3 separate regions of the Gossypium hirsutum genome follow, and regions 2 and 3 are each linked to region 1. Evidence: chromatin contacts called from public Hi-C data. All regions are on one chromosome and are shown on one strand. Each heading gives the region's core, a stretch centred on a gene start, on an enhancer-like site or on the middle of the called end of the contact. The rest is flanking DNA. Distances are from core to core; before and after follow the strand shown. Region 1 has its middle 18 kb from the start of LOC107925592. Region 2 has its middle 7.7 kb from the start of LOC107925593. Region 3 has its middle 13 kb from the start of LOC121230049.

Region 1 (2,811 bases), core at 205-2,704:
CTGATGAATTTAGCCTCATCGCTTGCCAAATACAGTGCTTCATGTGCAAAATCTTCAGGTTCCAATACGGTGCCTTTCAACACAGCTAAAGCCGCAATCATCTCCTCTCCCTTCTTCTTATCGAACAACCCCAGTGTTGTTTGGAACAATGGGGTCACAGTTGCGTGAGGTGAAATGCAATTAACTCTAATTCCATGCTCACCTAACTCCACGACCATGCTCTTCGTCAACCCTACGACGCCATGCTTCGATGCCTTGTATGCATGGGGCAGACCGATGCTGATTTTTGAAGAAATACTCGATGAGAAGAGAATGCAACCTTTCTTGGCCGGAACCATGACCTTGGCTGCATACTTGGCTCCTAAGAAACCACCCAAGACATTGATATCGAACACTCTCTTGAAGTTGTCAGTGCTGGCGTCCGTCACTCTGACTTCACCATCACCAATAAGGCCTGCATTGTTGAACATGATATCGAGTTTTCCATACTTGGAGACCGCTAAGTTTACGGCATTTTCGACATCAGATTCGCATGTTACATCACAATGGACATAGCTGAAGTTTTCATTTCCAAGCTCTTTGCAAAGGGAGTGGCCCAATTCGTCTTGAATATCAGCAATTAGAACCTTGGCTCCATTTTGAGAAATAGCCTGGCTGAACACTCTCCTAAGCCGCTGGCACCACCAGTTATCAGTGCCACCTTACCATCTAGCCTGTATCAAACAAAGTAGAAAAAAAGTTGATACAGTAAAAATCCACCTTATCAACATTCAACGATCTAAAATCAACTCGACTTGCCAAATTGAAATATTTAAATCCAATATAGTGAAATATGAATTTATGGAATGCAAGGATTTAGTTACCTCTTGGTTACTAAAGACTCGGGACCCATTGTAGTTTGTGGAGAAAATAGACCCTCGCCTTTGCTTTTTCTTTTGATTGCAATGCTTGGGATGCTGTGGTTTCACGTCCTGTTATTCTGCTCTTTATAGCTTGAGGGATTGTTCTGAAAGATAAAAAATGGCGTCGGTCTTGTTTGTATGCTTTCATTTTAAAAACAAGATATTTACTATAAACAATAATCTTGCGTCCAAAAATTGAACTGCTCCATGTTTGCTACTTTCAAGTCTACTCGACAAAATATTTTTCCATTATTTTTGCTTTGACTTATAACATGTTGGGACTTGTCAATATGGGCGGTAAAAGATTTCTACTATATTCCTTATTGATTTGTTTTTGCTTTCACTTATAAATTAAGTTTGAAATTTGAAATTTGAAAAATAAATAAATTAAATTTTAAAAGATAAAAGTAAAGAGACTAATAATATAATTTATAATATATTTTAAATTTTTATTTAACTTGTATCTATATTAAAATTTTTGATAAAGTTAAAAGTAAAGTCTGCTCTCTCTAGCACGTCTCTGTCTGTTCTCTCTGACAGGTTTTAGGGTTTTTTTTGTTTATTGCCTTTGTTTTGACTAGTCGGCTTGGTGCAGCCCTACTGTTATCTACTATTTCCTTTGGACAATTGCAACATTTAATCAAATTGAATCTCGATTATGGAATTTGATTTCGCTAAATTATCGATTAATGAGGAGGAAGATGAGGTAGTGCAAATACAAGTGGAATCAAATACAGATAGGGAGATGGGGTTCTTTCAATTAATGGGTTGCTTTCTAACAGCTAGCATCATTCATTTTCCAGTGATGAAAAGTACCATGACAAATCTGTGGCATCCTATCCGAGGTGTTTAAATTCGAGATTTGGGGAAAAAGGGTATTTGTTTCAATTTTTTCATATTATGGACATGGAAAGAGTTTTAAAGGGTTCCCCATGGACCTTTAATAACCATTTATTGATGTTATATAAGCTGCAGCGTGAGGAGGATCCATTGAAAGTTCCTTTAATTTTTACACCCTTTTGGGTTCAGATCCATGATATTCCTATTGGTTTTTTCTCTGAACGTTTGGCAGTGCAACTTGAGAATTTTATAGGGGTTTTTATGGAGTATGATGGCTCTAAGTTGGGGAAAGAAAATTGTAATTTTATGAGATTAAGAGTTCTAGTTGATATACGATGCCCTTTGAAAAGAAAGAAATAGCTTATGTTTAATGGACAGTGTTCATATGTTCAATTTAAATATGAACGTCTGTCTCTTTTTTATTTTTATTGAGGGTGTTTGAGGCCTAGTGATTCATTTTGTGATGCAAAAATGGCGTTAGGAGTGGAAGTTGCAGAAATGGGATGGGATTTAACGTTGCGGGCTCAATCTCGAAGGGCTCTGGCTATGATAAGTGTTTGGTTATGTGAGGAAGGGAAGGAAGAATGGGGCGGAAATCAGTGGGATGTCAAATTTTAGGGAGTACTTTGGGAGTTCTTGGGAAGAAAGTGGGAATTAGGAGTAATATAGATTCTATTTTGAGTACAAATTTGGAGGGGAGATTGTATGATTCCCACCCTGAAGGTGAAAACTCAGGGATGATATATTTCTCTAATGCAATGGATCATGATCTTGAAGATAGAGTGCTAATTGGGGAGGAAGGTAAAAAGAGACAAAGAGGGGACATTGAAGGATTAACAAGAAGAGAAGAGGGGAGCCTTATCTTGCAAATATGCAGAAGGTTTCTTTTCGCTTCGTTGCAATCGAAGTTGAAAAGAGATCTCAAGGCTGAAAGATCATCCATCCAGGCTTGAACGCACCAGTTTGCGGAGGTGAATCGGCAATTGAAGTGGGAGATTTGGGGCTTGACGAGTGAGAAAGAAAGGGATTAGGGATTTGTTTCATTTTCTGAAAAAAAGAGGCAGAGTGC
Region 2 (2,811 bases), core at 230-2,729, 240 kb after region 1:
TGTGCCATGAGATTCTTAAGGGTGATAAAAATGTGGATTTCATTAATGAGACGATCATTGTCTTAATTCCTAAATTTAAAGAACCTATTGATATGACTAATTTTCGTCTGATTAGTCTTTGCAGGGTGATCTATAAAATCGTGGCTAAGGTGCTTGCAAACCGCTTAAAAGATACTCTCCCGCATTGCATTAACCAGAACCAAAGCACCTTTGCCCCCGGGAGAATGATTCATGACAACATTTTGATAGCTCATGAGCTTGTTCACTACCTCCAAAATACAAAGAACGGCCCTGACAAAGGATTTGTAATCAAGCTCGATATGAGCAAAGCTTACGATAGGGTTGAGTGGAATTTCATTGAAGAGGTTATATGCAAAATGGGATATGCCAATGAGTGGGTGCAAAAGATCATGAGTTGCGTACGTTCGGTTCGCTACGTCGTCAAGTGCAACACAACACTATCAGAGACTATTGTGCCAGAAAGGGGTTTAAGATAAGGGGACCCTCTCTCTCCCTATCTTTTTCTTTTCTGCATGGAAGCTTTCTCTAAATTGTTAATTCATGCTCAGAATGAAAATTCGATTAAAGGCATTAGAGCTAGTATAAATGGGCCTCGTATTAATTACCTATTTTTAGCTGATGAGCTCTCTTTTTCATTCGTAATAAAAATAGGGACGTTGAGGAAATTGTTAAGATCCAAAATAGATTTTTTAGGGCTTCGGGTCAAAAGATCAATTATGATAAGTCTATGATTATGTTTAATCCAAAAACCCTCTTAGCCCAAAAATAATTTTTTTGCTCTATGCTTTTATGCATATGGTTGATACTCTTGATAGTTACCTAGGATTACCTTTACCTGTTACCAAAAAAAAGTCAACAGCCTTCACTAATATTTCTAATCGTTGCTCTTGTAGGGCGGGTCAAAGAGGTTGTTATCCTATGGTGGGAATGAGGTGTTTATTAAAGCCATTCTCCAATCCATTCCTACTTATGCCTTCTCTGTTTTTCTTACCCCGAAAAAAACTATCAAGGATCTTCAGTCAAAAAAGTGCCGAACTTGGTCGGCAAATAATGGGAAAAATCATGGGTGGAACATGATGGCTTGGGATCGTCTTATGTCATCCTAAAGGAATGGGCGGTATGGGCTTCAGGGATTTGCATTTATTCAACTTGGCTTTTTTTAGAAGACAAGTTTGGAGGCTTTTAAATTTCAAAGATACCTTATGCTTCAAAGTTTTAAGCGCTAAATATTTTCCTGATGAGGATGTGTTCCGGCCAAAAAGGTGTAATAGACCATCATTTACCTAGAGTAGTATTGCTAAAGCTGTGACTGTGTTGAAAGATGGGTTTATTTGGAAAATTGGGAATGGCAACCTGATTGATATTCGGTGGAACTAGTGGGGTATAAAGGGTCTTAATGGAAGTTCTGTTTGTCAGCCTCTTTTGACTAATAATGAAAGAAGAGTTAATGATTTGTGGGACCAAGACCAAAGAAAATGGAAAAGGGATAGGATTATTGAGCTTTATGGTACTGAAATAGGGGGCATATATGCAATTTACCCATTATTCCTTCTAATGTTAATGATAGCAGAACTTGGCTTCACAACCCACATGGTGTCTACACGTCAAAGTCTGCTTATTCTTGGCTCTCTCTGAAAAGGATTGGATATGGCCCTTATTGTCTTTATTGGAGAATTATTTGGAAGCTTAAAATGCTCCCCAAGATTAAGGTGTTCAGCTGGAGAATTGGCCATGATCTTTTACCCATATATGTCAATATAGCTCGCATTCGCCATAATTTATCTACAACTTACCCGAGATGTAAAAACAAAGAGGAGTCTCTTATCCACGCTTTGAAAGAATGATCGAAGGTTCGTGAAACCCTTACTATCGGAGGCTTAAACAAGAGATTTCTTGATGGAAGTTACATTTGATGTATCGACTGGCTGGAATTAAGATACCCTCCTCGAGCTCGACTTCAAGGCTGCTACAGACTTTTTCACACTCCTCTGGAACTGTTGGAACAATAGGAACAAGTTGGTTTTCCAGGAAAATGACGATCCTGCTACAACGGTTTGGGAAGGGCTCATACTCTCAGTAATGATTTTAGAGTTTTCAACTTGAATGAACCCCCTGTTATCTCTCTGACCCCGGTGTGCAAAGGTTGGAAAAACCTCCTAAAGAATTTATTAAAATTAACGTGGATGTTGTTGTTTCTAACAGGAATATCGGCTACAGAGCTATAGCGAGAGATGTTGATAGGTTTGTGGCTTATGAAAATAAAGCCATAGATGTTGTGTGGGCAGAATTGAAAGCTTTGATTATTGGAATGAAGTTGGCTTCAATATTAAAGTTGACAAAGATTATTATGGAGTCTGACAATGCTACCCTCATCAATACTTTCAAAAACCGTGATAAGGATGTTACTATCCTGGGTTGCTGTGTCAAACAGAAATGCAAGGCTCTTAAAAAGTTTGACACAATCCAGTTTAACTGGATTGATAGAAAGAGTAATGATGTTGTGGATATGCTCAGTAAAATTGCTATAAAGAATAGACGTGATTTGACGTTTGAAATGGATTATCCTTTGGAAATCCACGATGTTTTATACGTGATGCATTAAAATAATGTGAACTTCGGGACGTTTTCTTGTAAAAAAAAAAAAGAAAATAATCAAATATAAACCAATTGACCAAATGATATCTAAGTAAGAATCAACCTAGAATTCATCTAAAATTCTCGATCTAATTTATACAATTTATTTCCTTAGTTTTTTTTATTCGTAAAAATTCTTAACTTATACTAATATCT
Region 3 (2,811 bases), core at 226-2,725, 170 kb after region 1:
TTATTCACTCCAGTTTAAAAAGGGAATTTGGACAATAATCTCATCAATTTTCCTAATATTGAAATGTTAATTTATTATAAAAAATTAAATAAATAATAAATATATTAATTGAGATGCATGTATTATTAAAAACAAACATAAAAAAACTGTGACTCAAGCTATTCCAGGCCACTCTCACCTGAACTTAGAACCTAATCTTGTTGAAGCTTTCGCTGTTAGAGAAGCCTTGTTGTGGTTAAAGCCACTAGATTTTGATCGACTCTTTGTGGAGTCAAAATTGCCTCCATGTTACCACTGCCCTTAATAGTCGAGTTACCGATTATTCGAGTTGGGAATGATGATTCTATATTACAAAATTCTTGCTATATAATTTCAAAATTTGTTCTTTTGTTGGAGGTATCAGAAAATTAATAAAACGAATCATATGATTCCAAAAGTAGCTTTATTATATGTAAACCACTGAATGGGATCTTCCTTCAAGTAATCTTTCTTTGATTTTATTTCATGATGCTATGTGGAATATGTCCCACAAAAAAAGAGTTTGGAATGATCTTGTACTAATTTCAACTGTTATGAAATGCGATAGTATCAATTGTTATGATGCATATGCGTTATTATACATTGGGCTAAAGCAAGGTTATTTTTTTGGAGTTGTCAAATTTATGAATGAAGCATTAACCCCTAAAACCCCATTGCAAAAGGCAGCATCTATTCAGCAATAAAGGCTCCATTTGATTGTTGACAGTATAGGCTCCATCAACCGGCAAGTTGATACCACTCACATACTTGGCCTCATCGCTAGCTAGAAACAGGGCAGCCTGCGCAATATCTTCTGCTTCGAGTATGGTCCCTTTCAACACTCCATTTCTCAAGATGATCTCCTCGACCTTTCTCTTATCCGAAGTCACAAACCAGTTTAGTAGCAGAGGAGTCGCAACCGCATGAGGTGAAATGCAATTGACTCGTATACCATACCCTCCTAACTCCACGCTCAAGCTCTTAGCCAATCCCACAATAGCGTGCTTTGATGTGGTGTAGGCATGAGGAACACCGATGCAAAGCAATGAAGCGACGCTAGCGGTGAAGAGAATACACCCTTTCTGGGCTGGAACCATCACTCGAGCAGCATGCTTGGCACCCAAGAAACCACCAACCACATTGACATCAAGGACCTTCTTAAAGCTATCACCATCTGAAGCAATGGCTCTCAACTCAACCCCCCCCCTAAAATACCAGCATTATTGAACATGATATCAAGCTTTGCATACCTAGAGACTGCTAAGTCCACCGCGTTTTGGACATCGGTTTCGCATGTCACATCACAATGGATATAGGTGACGATATCCGGGGTTCCGAGCTCTTTGCAGAGAGATTGGCCTAATTCATCTTGGACATCAGCAATAAGAACCTTGGCTCCATGCTTGAGAAACAGCCTAGCTGTGCTCTCTCCTATGCCACTTGCACCACCAGTTATCAATGCTACCTTCTCTTCTAACCTGCATCAAGGCAAATATAGGCAAGTACGAGGCTTTCAACAATAACCATGTATATATTGTCTTGGTAAAAACAAGATTTAAGAATAGGAAAACACAGTTTTTCTTTTCACCTCTTATCCACCACAGACTCAGCAGTTGTACTCATCATTATATATATAAACTCCAAAATAAAGAAAACTAAACTTTAAGTTTCTTTTTCCTTATCTGTGAATGTTTCATTTCTTGGCCATCGGTATCTTCTTTATACAGAGTTTTCAAACGTACAAAGCGTGGAAACATTTATTAGATGGGCCTCTGGCCCTGATTTTCCCACCACACATTTTTTTACGTACCCAGTATGCCCTATCCTTTTAAGAAATTTGAATTTTATTTTATTAATTACTTTTTATATTTAAATGATTGTACTTCAAAAAATTTTATTGCACACGATAATTCGCAAATTAATTTAATATATGTACTGAATCTATTCAACCAAAAACCAAGAAAATTATTCTATTAATTATTTTTAAATTTTATATTAATATATATTATTTTATTTTTACATGATATTTAAATCATTGATATTTATGTTAACTCAAGAATTCAATTGAATTTGTATTAAGTTTATGGAGTAATATTTGGTACATTGTTATTAGAGGTTTTAGACTCCACAAACAGGGTTAGAGGGTAGCGGGGAAGCTAAGGGCTGGCAGTGGCTTCGGCCTCTTTGAAATAGAAAATTTTCCATTTAAACTCTTTATAATTTATAAAATTTTAAAATAATAATGGTTAAATTACACTTTGGTCTCCCTTTTTGGGTCAAAACCATCATTCGTGCAACATGCTTGGCATCGAAGAAACCACCAACCACATTGACATCAAAGAAACCACCAACCACATTGACATCAAGGATCTTCTTAAAGCTGTCACCATTTGAAGCAATGACTCTCAACTTACCCTCGCTTCCAATACTGTCATTATTGAACATGATATCAAGCTTTCCATACCTAGAGACTGTTAAGTCCACAACTTTTTGGACATCGGTTTTGCATGTCACATCGCAATGGATATAGCTAACGATATACGGGGTTTCAAGCTCTTTGCAGAGATATTAGCCTAATTCATCTTGGACATTGTTAGGAAAGTTGTTGTTACTAGTTCCATGTCCTGTTATAATGAAATTGTTTCTCTACTTGGACCATCAAATTGGATCTTGAATAGGTTTCGTTTGTGCTAAGTTCGGTCCATTTGAATGTGGCATATTTGACAAAACACAAAACATGGTTCAACTAGGATTTTAAGGACTCCCAACTGAATTGCTTAAAGTGATTGGATA

Evidence for each region. Hi-C and Micro-C count contacts between places; a contact is called where the count stands out from the background.
Region 2: a Hi-C map of leaf shows a contact between it and region 1, with 2.6 times the contacts expected there. The contact joins two enhancer-like sites. A contact is called at or near these places in 2 of 34 Hi-C or Micro-C datasets (both in leaf).
Region 3: a contact with region 1 is called in a Hi-C map of leaf, with 2.1 times the contacts expected there. The contact joins two enhancer-like sites. A contact is called at or near these places in 2 of 34 Hi-C or Micro-C datasets (anther and leaf).

Annotation. Positions count from the first base shown.
Region 1 is chrA01:116,173,222-116,176,032 of Gossypium_hirsutum_v2.1, forward strand. It overlaps the pseudogene LOC107925689. Among protein-coding and RNA genes, the nearest start is that of LOC107925592, 18 kb to the left of the region's middle. Within about 2 kb of position 1,455, at least 7 of the 9 cell types and tissues checked have an H3K27ac peak or open chromatin away from gene starts, as enhancers often do. A contact at or near this core is called in leaf, where this site is marked.
Region 2 is chrA01:116,413,187-116,415,997 of Gossypium_hirsutum_v2.1, forward strand. No RefSeq gene overlaps it. Among protein-coding and RNA genes, the nearest start is that of LOC107925593, 7.7 kb to the left of the region's middle. Within about 2 kb of position 1,480, at least 5 of the 9 cell types and tissues checked have an H3K27ac peak or open chromatin away from gene starts, as enhancers often do. A contact at or near this core is called in leaf, where this site is marked.
Region 3 is chrA01:116,338,711-116,341,521 of Gossypium_hirsutum_v2.1, forward strand. It overlaps the pseudogene LOC107925559. Among protein-coding and RNA genes, the nearest start is that of LOC121230049, 13 kb to the right of the region's middle. Within about 2 kb of position 1,476, at least 3 of the 9 cell types and tissues checked have an H3K27ac peak or open chromatin away from gene starts, as enhancers often do. A contact at or near this core is called in leaf, where this site is marked.